2 separate regions of the Zea mays genome follow, and region 1 is linked to region 2. A link is a contact called in public Hi-C data. All regions are on one chromosome and are shown on one strand. The core of a region is the stretch at or near the end of the contact, and the rest is flanking DNA. Distances in the headings are between cores, read along the strand shown.

Region 1 (5,886 bases), core at 2,919-5,418, 320 kb after region 2:
GTACCCAAACCTGTGAACCCGTGGATTTTTTAAACCCGACCAAACCTATTGTACATTGTCATTTTATTTTATAAACGAACAACAAACTTGTTATTCCTTATTTACTTCCTAATTTTTATCAAATGGTGAATGTATAAGTAGTCGGTGAGAGTGTTGCTTGCTTGCTATTATAGTTTTTTCTAGCGCTATATATGTGGTGGATGAATAACTTAGTACAAGGTCACTTAATTATACAACTTATTATTTATATTTCATTCTCTCTACTAGTAATTTTTATACCGAATCATGAACTTGTTGTTCATCACATAAATTTTGGACCAAATCTCATTAATTATTACGATACTTATGATTATGAGAAGAACAAGTATATAGGAAATAAAACCCGCAGGTAACCTGTGGGTACCCGCTAACCCAATGGATACGGGTTTGAGCAAAATCTCAAATCCGTTATAAGTATTGGTTTTTTAATGGGCATAGATATTTTTCATATGTACGGGTTTGAGAGGGCAAAAATACAATGGGTTTATAGCCGTTGCCATCTCTACTCGCAGCACCGATATTGGCTACGTGCGGGAATAAAGATGCTTCCGCGCGGGAAGGGCATCCAAATTTTTTACTCGACAACACTAATAGCTCATCTCTTGAAGCTGCTCTAAAGACAGTTCAATAAAATAGGAAATCTCCACGAATTCTGCATCGGTAGCAACCTCCAACCTCTACATGATCTACACATCCAACAGCACCTACCTACCCTGCAGGAACCATGAAGACAATAGCAAGCGAGAAGAAGCTGAAAACACAGAACGAACCACAGAGTCGCCCATTCCTACGACTGGCAAAAGCTCTTTGCGATGCGATTCATGAGTTCAGGGCAGCAGCGGAGCGGGACAGACGTACTAGCTGACCCATCAAGCTCATTGTTCCTTCCAGATCCGCCCGGTGACACGCAGCTTGAGCTCCTTCCTGTCGCCACCCGAGAAGAACAGGGCCATGTTCCTCTGGATGATGAGCCCGTCGTAGCTGTCCCGGACCTTCCGGTGGCTGTCCCTGATGCTCCGCGGCACCCCCTGCCAGACCATCTTGCGCCCCGTGCCCCCTACCTCCAGGCTGTAGCTGTAGTTCTTCGCTTCCGCGTCGTCTCCCATGAACCTCAGGAAGGCGATGTAGACGGGTGACATGCCCAGCTGGAAGGCCTCGAAGTGTAGGCAGAAGTACTGGCCAAAGCAGCTGAATACCTGCACGAGACGATTATAGCAGATCATGGAAGTGATTTTGTAACAGCTGTGTTTCTTTATTGCGCTTCAAACAGTGAGAAAATGTAGCAAACCAAGAACCAATCTGAAATGACTCACGCCTTAAAACAGCATGGCCTTTCATCGAAAACAGATGAAGATGGATCTGTACATGCAGTGTGTTTGTATAAGAAAAAAAACAGTTGAACAAGCGAGAATCTCCCTGAGATGAATTGGCTAGTGAGAGTGTACGACCACCCCAGTCAACCAGTGTTTGATTTTATCAACCGGTGGGGAAAGAACTGCTCCCACAGCATTATAATTAAGAAGGGGCCATATGAGCCCAGTTGAGAAAACCCCTCAAACCCTGACACATGCCCATTTATAGGGCCAAACTGAACTTGTGCTGACCGTTACCAAGGCCAGTGCAGCTCACTGTTACCTAGGCCGGCAGCACACCACAGCCCCAAGCCAGGGAGCAAAGCATGGGGATCTTTTGCAATACCAGAGTTCCGAACCCCGGTCAGAGGGCATGACCACGACCAGCCCCACCACTAGCTATCGCTCAGTTTGTACCCAGGTTTCATTCTCAAATTCTACCTATAAAAAATGAGGGTGCACGTTTCTCCCTCTAGTCGTGTTTTAGGTGTGTATTATGATCAGCACCTAATCATTTCTCGTCCAACAAGTGTGTACCATGTTCAGCATCTTCATCGTATATATGTGACAAATATGTAGATGTCGATAAACAGTCACACTACATCAATATCTGACAAATGTGCAAAAGTTTCCAAGACAGGATAGAAAAATGAACTTCTACCTTTGAAGAAGCAAACAACAGTAAAATATACATGCAACAAATAGATAAAAGTCGGTAAACACACACTACAAATATATACAGAAGTTTCTACGCCATAGACTTTTATCTATGCAGAAACAAACTACAGTAAAAACAACAGAAATTTAAATCAACGTATTGGTGTCAGTGTGAAGTACCGTAAGCATCCATGTGGCATTCTCAACTTCATGAGGGTTTGGCTTTACATAGCGATGATTGAAGGTACAGCCATTGTGCATGTCAACTTTGTGGTCATCTTTCAAGTGATTCACCAAATATGGGATGTCACCAGCAACTGTGCATTCAGATCCAGCATATGGACAACTATAAGGTCTATATTGGCACTGCGACTCATGCTTCAGCTTGCTGTAGTAAGGATAAATGCCTGGGCACCCAAAGCACTGGTACTTGCATGGAAGTTCAAGAGATGCAGCCACCTTCTCAAGAGCAAGACACCTTATGTTACCCAGTTCATGCCTACAAGTTGGACAACGGTTATGAACCCTTGGTTTGCATCCGGAACACAATGTATGACCATTAGAGCACTGCATAGACAAAAGATGGCATTACTATCATAAGAAATAAGATTTAAATAGTTGAATAAAAAGCAGAACATATTACTATTCTGCACTGCACCATAGCTAACCAAAAAAAGGGAAGAGAGAGTAAAAGTTAAGGTTTATAAACACTGAAGATTAAAAGGTCTAAGGAAATTGAAACGGGTCAGAATTAAATGGTGGATTGATGATAGTAGTACATGATATTGAAAGGAACTCTTAAACCAGTAAACCATAATTTTCATCCAATTCTACATTTAGACAGGTTATAGATATAAACACGTCATGGATCAGTATGAATGTGCACCTGATGAATAGGAGGATACATGGCACTCAAACAGACTGGACATTCCAGAAGTTCACGCACACTGCTAGACACCACAACATTCGGTTTTGGTGGGTTCTGAGTATGGTCACCAGGGAGTTCAGCAACATCCAGCACCTCAGTCTTCGGGGGATCAATAACCTCCGAACAGGAATCATCGATATAAGCAGTTGTGGCCATCATCAGGGTCTTGGAATTATATGGTCCTGCTATGAAAAAATGACGAATATTTTCATTTACACTATGTGAGATTTAATAAAGGGGATGGGAGAGATACGCTCTCGGTAAAGGCAGCAGTGTGTGCATCCTACTACTGGCACTGTAAACACAAATCCTTTCCTTGCCATGATACCATATCTTGCGTAAAAGTGCAATTTTACAGCTCCAGCACAGTCTAGCTATATGATTGGATACTGTTACGAGATTTTGAAATAGCTGAAGCACACATGGTCCCTAGGACCTCAGGTGATGCTTTCAAGTGGTTGACCTGACAGGTCTTCCTACTTGCAACAAATATCTCTCAAGTCTCATGGACTTGTTCAAAGTTTTCAGGTAGGCGTCTCATGGACTTGTTCAAAGCTTTCATGTAGGCTCATATCAAGCTTGCGTTAGCATGTCTTTCACAAGGAGAAAAATCTGTACATATTGGTTTCTGCACCAGTGTCCAGTAGTTCCCGTGCCTTTAGCGAATTGAACAAAATGTCAAGAACAAGAACCCTACATCTACATGGGTTAATCAAGCAAAGGTAACGAGATTCTTTTTTACCCACGAAAGAAGTGCATCGACGCGTCACGAAATCGCGTCAGATCGAGAAACTAACCACACACACACAAAAAAAACATGCTCAAACCCTGGCAACCAAGCAGAAAGCACGCGCTTAAACCCCTGCGCTAGCGCTATCGTCCGGTCGGCCGCATTTGAATCGATCGAGCAGAATCGCTTCGGCAACTCCTAGAACCTCTCCCCACCCTCCCTCCCTCCCGAAGAAACCCAAACTTTCACCCAGAAAAGAAAACCATGAAAAAAAAACTCCCCACGGAAAATGAAGCGGCGAAGACTTGAGCAGGGATCTACCTCGCGAAATGGGCAGGCTACGCACCGCTGATCCTGCCCGCCGCGGTCTGCAGCGCCGACGGCTGTGGTTGGTCTGGCGAGCAGCCGAGCAGGCAGGTGAGGAGGAGGCCGAGGCGAGAGAATTCGAACGGGCGAATGCCCCTCTCTCTCTCTCTGAGTCCGGGTGTCCCCCCTCTGCGGTTCTGGTCGTGCTTTGTTTTCTTGCTCGGGTTGTTTTGTCTCGTGAAAGTCGTGAAGCTTTTTCGTTCCGTGTGCCGTTTGTTTGGATCCTCCGGCCCACGGGACTTGCCCTTCCATTCATTCACTCATTAAAATATCTGTCTTGAACAACAAACAAAAGGATTGCATAAATAAAGGACGGTATGAATGGACAACAGAATGTACTAGATTTAATATTTAGTTGATTAAAAAATCCTAATAAAAATAGCTAGCTAACAAATCTTTATTCTATATCTATATTATACTTAAAGCACCAGTTTCAACGGTCGTTCCGCGTCATCTTTTTACAAATAACCACTCACAGTTATTTCAAATTAATCTGTTGCACGTCTATAGATGGCCAAACAACGGCCCGTCACGGACCAGACGCCCGCGGGCCACAACTCTGGTCCAAGCACATCATGTCGGCCTACTGACTGTGTCGAGCCAGCCCATCGGCTCATTTGATTAAATCAGTGTAAAATATTAAAAAACAGTGCAGGAGGTGGGGTTCGAACCTATTGCCCTGGGTGAAACTGTCTAAGCAGTAGAATATCACACTCAGATATTTTTAATATTGAATATAAATCGTATATATGTATATACATTTTTTTGTAAAATAAAAAAAATAATCGTGTCGGGCCGAACCAGTACTACTGGCTTAGGCTACAACCCAAGCACGGCACGACGTTCTTGGCTCTTGCAAGCATTAGGTCGTTTCTGAGACCACATTGACGCAATGGACTCCATGGTGTTTGAGGTTGCTGAATTGGATGGAGCAACAATGATTTGTCACACTAATAGTAAAATGAAAGATTAATTGTTGGTTTTAAACGTTAGTAATTGCTATGATGTAGCATAATTTATATGAAGCACATCCAGCTTTTATTGATGCCTGACTTTAGCAATCACTCCATATTTTAATCCATCTTTTTTATAAGTTTGAGTTCATGTGACTTATTTTAGAAACTTGAGCTCATAAACTTTCTCTTATTTGGTCTTTGTATGGTGGAATTTTGCCATTTTATAATCTCTGTTCGTCCAGTCAGTCGTTGTGAACTCTCTTCTAATCGCTCACTTCATTGGTCGTGTTGTACCATGATATATTGCATGGAGTAAACTATAACTAGGGATGAAAACGGTTTCAGAATTTTTCGGTATTCCAGAAATCGATTTCGAATTTTTTCGATCGGATTCATCGGTAACTGAAAGGGAATTAGGCTTACACCTATTTCCTAATTGATTTTGGTGGTTGAATTGCCCAACACAAACATTTGGACTAACTAGTTATACTTAAAGAACCAGTTTCAATGCTCGTCATGCGTCATCTTTTTACAAATAACTCATCACACATATTTCAAATTAATCCGTTGCACATATATAGATGGCCAAACATCGGTCCAGCACGGGCCAGACGCACATGGGCCACAACTATGACTCAGGCACGTCACGTCGGCCTGCTGACTGTGCCGAGTCAGCCCATTAGCCCGTCGGCCCATTTGATTAAATCAGTGTAAACGTTGGCCTAGCACGGGCTAGACGCATGTGGGCCACAACTATGGCCCATGCACGTCATGTCGACCTGCTGACTGTGTCGGGCTAGCCCGTAGTCCCATTTGATTAAATCAGTGTAAAATGTTAAAAAATGGTGCAGTAGGTGA
Region 2 (5,580 bases), core at 2,114-4,613:
TTTAGAGTGGTGTCTATTGCTCTTGTATTGAATGTGTAGTACTGAATGCTTGGATGGTTGGAGTGGAGGTAGTTGGGGGTATTTATAGCCCTCAACCACCAATTCAACCGTTGGGGCAGGCTGCTATCGATGGGCGCACCGGACAGTCCGGTGCGCCACCGGACAGTGTCCGGTGCGCCAGCCACGTTACCCAACCGTTAGGGTTCTGGCGGTTTCGACCGTTGGAGCTTTGTCTTCTTGTGGCACTGGACAGTCCGGTGTCGCACCGGACAGTCACTGTTCACTGTCCGGTGCCCCTCTGACGAACGACACTGATTCCGTGCGCACTATTCTTCACTATTCATCTGACTTCACCGCTTTTGCAGTCGACCGTTGCGCGAAGTAGCCGTTGCTTCGCTGGTGCACCGAACAGTCTGGTGAATTATAGCGGAGCGGCTTTTCTGAAACCCAAAGGTGGCAATTTCAGAGTGGTACGGCCCTGGTGCACCGGACACTGTCCGGTGGCACACCGGACAGTCCGATGCGCCAGACCAGGGTTCTCTTCGGTTTCTTTTGCTCCTTTCTTTTGAACCCTAATTTTGATATTTTATTGGTTTGTGTTGAACTTTTATGCACCTGTAGAATATATAATCTGGAGCAAACTAGTTAGTCCAATTATTTGTGTTGGACATTCAACCACCAAAAATATTTATAGGAAAAGGTTAAACCCTATTTCCCTTTCACACAACGACATCGAAGCTCATGTGAGATGTGAGAATGACTGCGACCGAGGCTAAGCCTTAGAACTACAGGCTGAAATTCGCTTCCATGGCGATTCGAACATAGGACCCGAGGAGTGTTAGTCATACCATATAACCAACTTGGATTTATTTTGCATTTGAAATGAAAATGAAAAGATATAGCTGTAGTTTGTATTCAAGGTAATATAATAAGATGTTGCTTGCTGACTACATGGAGTGCCATTCGCACCATCACATATTTCATTGTTACGGGACACAAGTACGATGCTTGATAATTGAAACTTGAAAGGTTGTATATTGGCGTTTCAGAGTAGCACTGTCTACTAGAGATAGTCTTAGAAGTTGTTGTCAAATTAGTGAGAGATGAATTATGTGACTGTCATATCTGGGTTAGAGATTATTAAAAATATACTCACTCCGTACGTCCAAAAAGAAGTCTTATTCTCATTTCCTGTGACATCGAACATTTTAACTTTAAACAAATATATATAAAAACATTAATATTTGTGGTGTATAAATAGTATCACTAGACAAATCATTGAATATATATTTTAAATAAACTTATTTAGAGATGTAAATATTGCTAGTGTTTTTTGCTACAAATCTAACACGCATATGTACTAGTGATAATTTTTTTTTGCGGACAGAGAGACTGATATTGATGCACAAGTATGTTGGGATTATGATAATTTCCGTGGAAAATTAGTTCAATGGCACTCAACTTGACCATCTGAAAAATGTTCGCCTCTTAAATTTTTTTTTACTTTAACCCTATAGAGACCCTTCATCTAATCGTGTTGCACGTGCCCTTGTAACACTGCTTTTAGCGTCAGAGGACCCGGAGCTGATAAAGCAAAAAAAAAAAAAGAGTTCAATAGCTCTGCTAGGGAAAGGGATAGAAGAGATAAAAGACGTTCCATAAACAATACTATGTGAATGGTACACGAAGATAAGCTGCGGGAGACGACATGATTGCGATTTAGGAATATGGCCCGATGAATGAAGTTCATATTTGCGGATCCAGTCAGCTGGAGCTTGGCATACTGGATGGAATGCTGCATCAGTTCACTGCGCTGCGCTACCCAGCTGAACCAATACTGTACAGTCAGTTTGGGCGGCAGAATCATTGGCAGGGACCCCCCAAAACCAAGTCTCTGGCCTCTGGAAAACCGGTCGGTGGCCACAGAGAGCAGCAGGGTCTGCAACTCTGCAACAGGTTGGCGAGGATGTCTGTGGGAGACTGCCAGACTCCCATATGCCCACTGCAGCTGCTGCCCACATCATAAGATCATAAGTTGGATGCGTACATCCGCGTATAGAGAGAGAGAGAGGCCTTGCATGTCAAGCTCTCCACGGGGAAGGAGACACGGCACCGGTTGATCAGTGCACACTGCACAGTGGTGGTGGTGCATGTGTGCGACGGAGCCATGTGGGGGCTATAGGATCCGACATTCCAACCACTATATACGTAGTACTAAATAAAACCATTTTGGAAAACAATTACGTACAGTACATCTGGTAAAAAAACTGTTTCCACAGCAGTCGTGGCAACAGTTTGTGTCAGTGAGTCAGTCAGGAGTACTCCTCCTACACCAGTTCCGTTCCCCCGTGTGAATTGAATGGAAGCAGGCTGTCCCTGTGCTCCGGTCACCTGTCGGACGATTCCATCTCCCTGTGGCCGCCTTGTTCTCTAGCACGGCGCCCCACATTTGCCTGTGCTGTGCCACATGGTGGTGGACGCCATTATTGCTCGTGCATGCAAGGCGGGATTGGATCTGAAGGCCGGCCCCAGCTTTGTCCCCGCGGAAAGCGAGTCAAATGCGCACTTTTCTTTCCTCTCGACATGGATGGAGCCGAGCCGGTGCTGCTTTTATTGAGGGCGAATGCAGTGTCGACCCCTCCCTCCCTCCCTGAAAAGAAAGAACCCATGTCGACTCGACTCCTGTCCCCTGCACGCTTTCTCGCGTGGTGCATCCATGCTAGTAGCTACGTAGACCCGGCGTTCCGCCCTGCTGTGGCGTCCCGCGCGACATGTGCACGGATGGCGTCCCGCGCCGCACTCGAGTGCCTGCGTTTCCCGGCTTTTGATCGGATCTCTCGTCTCCCTCCCACATAGGCAGCGCCAGTGCGCCTGCAAAAGCAACGCAACGCAACGCAACGACTTTCAGGCACTCGTCGTGTCATGCACCTGCAGCCCAGCCTTTTTTAAGGAGTGCCCTGCTTTCTCCTCCTTTATTCCCCTATCTACAGACTACAGCTGTTGCGGTTGGCCAAGAGATGAGAGAAAAGGATAGGGTGACGTCACCTGCCGAAAAGAAAAACCCTTTGCATTCGCTGGAGAATTCGACGCGCCCATTCATCGACCAATCAATGAAAAATCTAGTACTTACTACTTTACCACGGCTACCATTGGTTTGGTTCGTCATTACTGCGCCTGTAGGAGTATTCTCGTATTGTTTCCCCATACGGCGGGGGGCCCACCCACTGATCAAGCGGGAGCAGCAGCAGACAAGGCGGGAGTTGAGCCGGGCGCGTCTCGCGAGTCTTGCCTCGTCTCTCTGCAAATGGGTGCCGTCCATATATAAACTGGACGCGGCAGTGGTCCTCAGTCTTCACACTCCCCACTCCTCTCTCTCTTTCTCCCTCCCTCGTCGTCCCATCGGAACTCGGATGGGGAGCGGGAGCGAGGCGCATCTGCCGCGGAGCCGTTCGGTCTCCGCGCAGCCTTGAGCGCCGCACCGTGTCTTCGGGCTGTCCAGCTTGCGTCGCGAGGGGCGAGACGCTACGCGAGAGCGCGACAGGGCTCTTGGATCCCCCCAGAGGGCCACAGAGCCCACACAACAGCAGGTACGCCGAGTATGTTTTGGTCCTCTTCCCGTCCCCGGTTGGCGATCTCTTCGTCTTTCGTCGTGGCATCCAGTTCCGTCCATCTCCCCACCACCACCAGCAGCAACTTAGATTTGGCACGAGTTCCCGTCACGTTTGGATTCGATCGCTCCTTTGTGTATTCTAGTCCACGCTCTGATGATCGCTGGCGTCTGACGAGGGCAACAGTCACAGATCATGAATCCAGTGCAGTCCTCTTCATTTTTTTGTTTTGTTTTGTTTTGTTTCGTTTGTGCATTCTAGTCCTCGCTCTGATCGCTGGCGTCTGCCGAGGGCCACAGCTGTCGATCATGAATCCAGTGCAGCCCTCTTCATTTTTTTTGTTTTTTTACTATAATAAAAGAACGGAAGCCCCCCTTTTGGGATTTATTGGTTTGCGCGGACGCGGAAAGTGGATTTTGCGTCTCCGGCGAAGTGCCGTGCCGTACCGCCACTGCCACACTTGCAGTCCATGTTCCCGTGGATCTTGCGATCCAGACGCGGGAACCACACCACCTGTTGATTCCCTGTTTTTTTTTGTTCTTTTCCCCTGCATTTCTGGCGATGCCGATGCCCGCTGTGTGCTTTATTTGCTTCAGATACCCGCCGCGCAGTGGAGCCTAGATAGAGAGAGAGAGAGAGAGTAGTGCAGCCGCTACCGCTCTCGCTCGCTCGGCCGTCGGCGACATGGACAAGGAGAAGAGGAGGAGGAGCTGGATCGAGCGCATCAGGCGGCTCTTCACCACCTCGTCGTCCGACCCCAAGCCCGCGCCCAAACCAGCACCAGACAAGGTTCGACCACGCCCCCGCCCCCGCCCCCGTCCTGCTGCGATCTGTTCGTTTATCTTGTTTGTCGATCGGTGTCCACGGGAACAAACAAACAATGAATTGTTTCTCGCTCGCCTCCGCAGAAGGCCAAGAGCAAGCGGTGGCTGCCGGGGAAGCTGCGCGCGCAGCAGTCGTTCGCGCTCCCGGCGCCCGCGCCCGCGGCCACGGAACCGGACCAGATCAGGCGGGCGGAGGACGAGCAGAGCAAGCACGCCGTGGCCGTCGCCCTCGCCACCGCGGCCGCCGCCGAGGCCGCTGTCGCCGCCGCGCACGCCGCCGCCCACGTGGTCCGCCTCACCGGCCAGGCGCCGGTGGTGCCGCCCTTGCCCCGGCAGGTGCGGGGGCAGGAGAAGGAGCGGGAGCAGGCCGCCGTCGCCATCCAGTCGGCTTACCGCGGATACCTGGTACGTCGTCGGTCGTTACTACAATGCAGGTTTTTTTGGGTTCGTAAATATAGTGACGCGATCCGTCTCAAAGTCGGTGTATTTTTCGTAACATTGATGCGGCTATTTGTCAAGTGTATGCGAACTGGGCCATTTCGCCATCCCTTTTTTTTTGGTTCTGGTCAGCATTCATGTCGCTGATGAGATGCTGGTCGCTCTGCCGGAAACGCAGGCTCGGCGGGCGCTGCGCGCGCTCAAGGGCCTGGTGCGGCTGCAGGCGCTGATCCGGGGGCAGGCGGTGCGGCGGCAGACGGCGGCCACGCTGCGCGGCCTCGAATCCCTCATGCGGATCCAGGCCCGCCACCGGTCCAGGGCCGGCGGCGTCGACCACCACCAGCAGCAGGCGGCGGACGACGACGACGCCCTGCTGCTGCGGCGCGGCAGGGAGCTCTTTGCCGCTGCCGCCGCCGTCCACGTAAGTCACTCTCGCGGTCTCGCCTTGCGGCACGGATGAACGGACGGAACATGCGGAATGATTGGCGCCGCACATGCTCGGCATGTGGATAACTGGGTAAAGGCTGGCGGGCGAGGTGCTGGCTGGTGGCCGGTCGATCACGCCGGCGCGTCGTCCGACGGCACATGCGCGTGTGATGTGTGTGTCAGTGTGTGTGCGGGGGATTCCATTCGTCGTTGGCGGCGCGGGGGACCCTCCCGCGCGACTTGTGCCTGGCCTCTGTTTGTTTCGATGCGTGCGGGGTGGTTCC

The links. Hi-C and Micro-C count contacts between places; a contact is called where the count stands out from the background.
Region 1: a contact with region 2 is called in a Hi-C map of ear, with 2.0 times the contacts expected there. The contact joins the promoter of LOC100170243 here to the promoter of LOC103634991 in region 2. A contact is called at or near these places in 3 of 25 Hi-C or Micro-C datasets (ear, leaf and tassel).

What each region holds. Positions count from the first base shown.
Region 1 is chr1:61,576,898-61,582,783 of Zm-B73-REFERENCE-NAM-5.0, forward strand. It overlaps LOC100170243, which reads right to left and starts at 4,169. Exons shown (of 4, transcript NM_001161349.1): 1 at 4,028-4,169; 2 at 2,935-3,161; 3 at 2,229-2,615; 4 at 526-1,235. The coding sequence starts at 3,135. The coding sequence ends at 915.
Region 2 is chr1:61,254,984-61,260,563 of Zm-B73-REFERENCE-NAM-5.0, forward strand. LOC103634991 (IQ-domain 1) reads left to right here and starts at 3,364. Exons shown (of 5, transcript NM_001362604.1): 1 at 3,364-3,587; 2 at 4,205-4,397; 3 at 4,517-4,837; 4 at 5,049-5,291. The coding sequence starts at 4,293.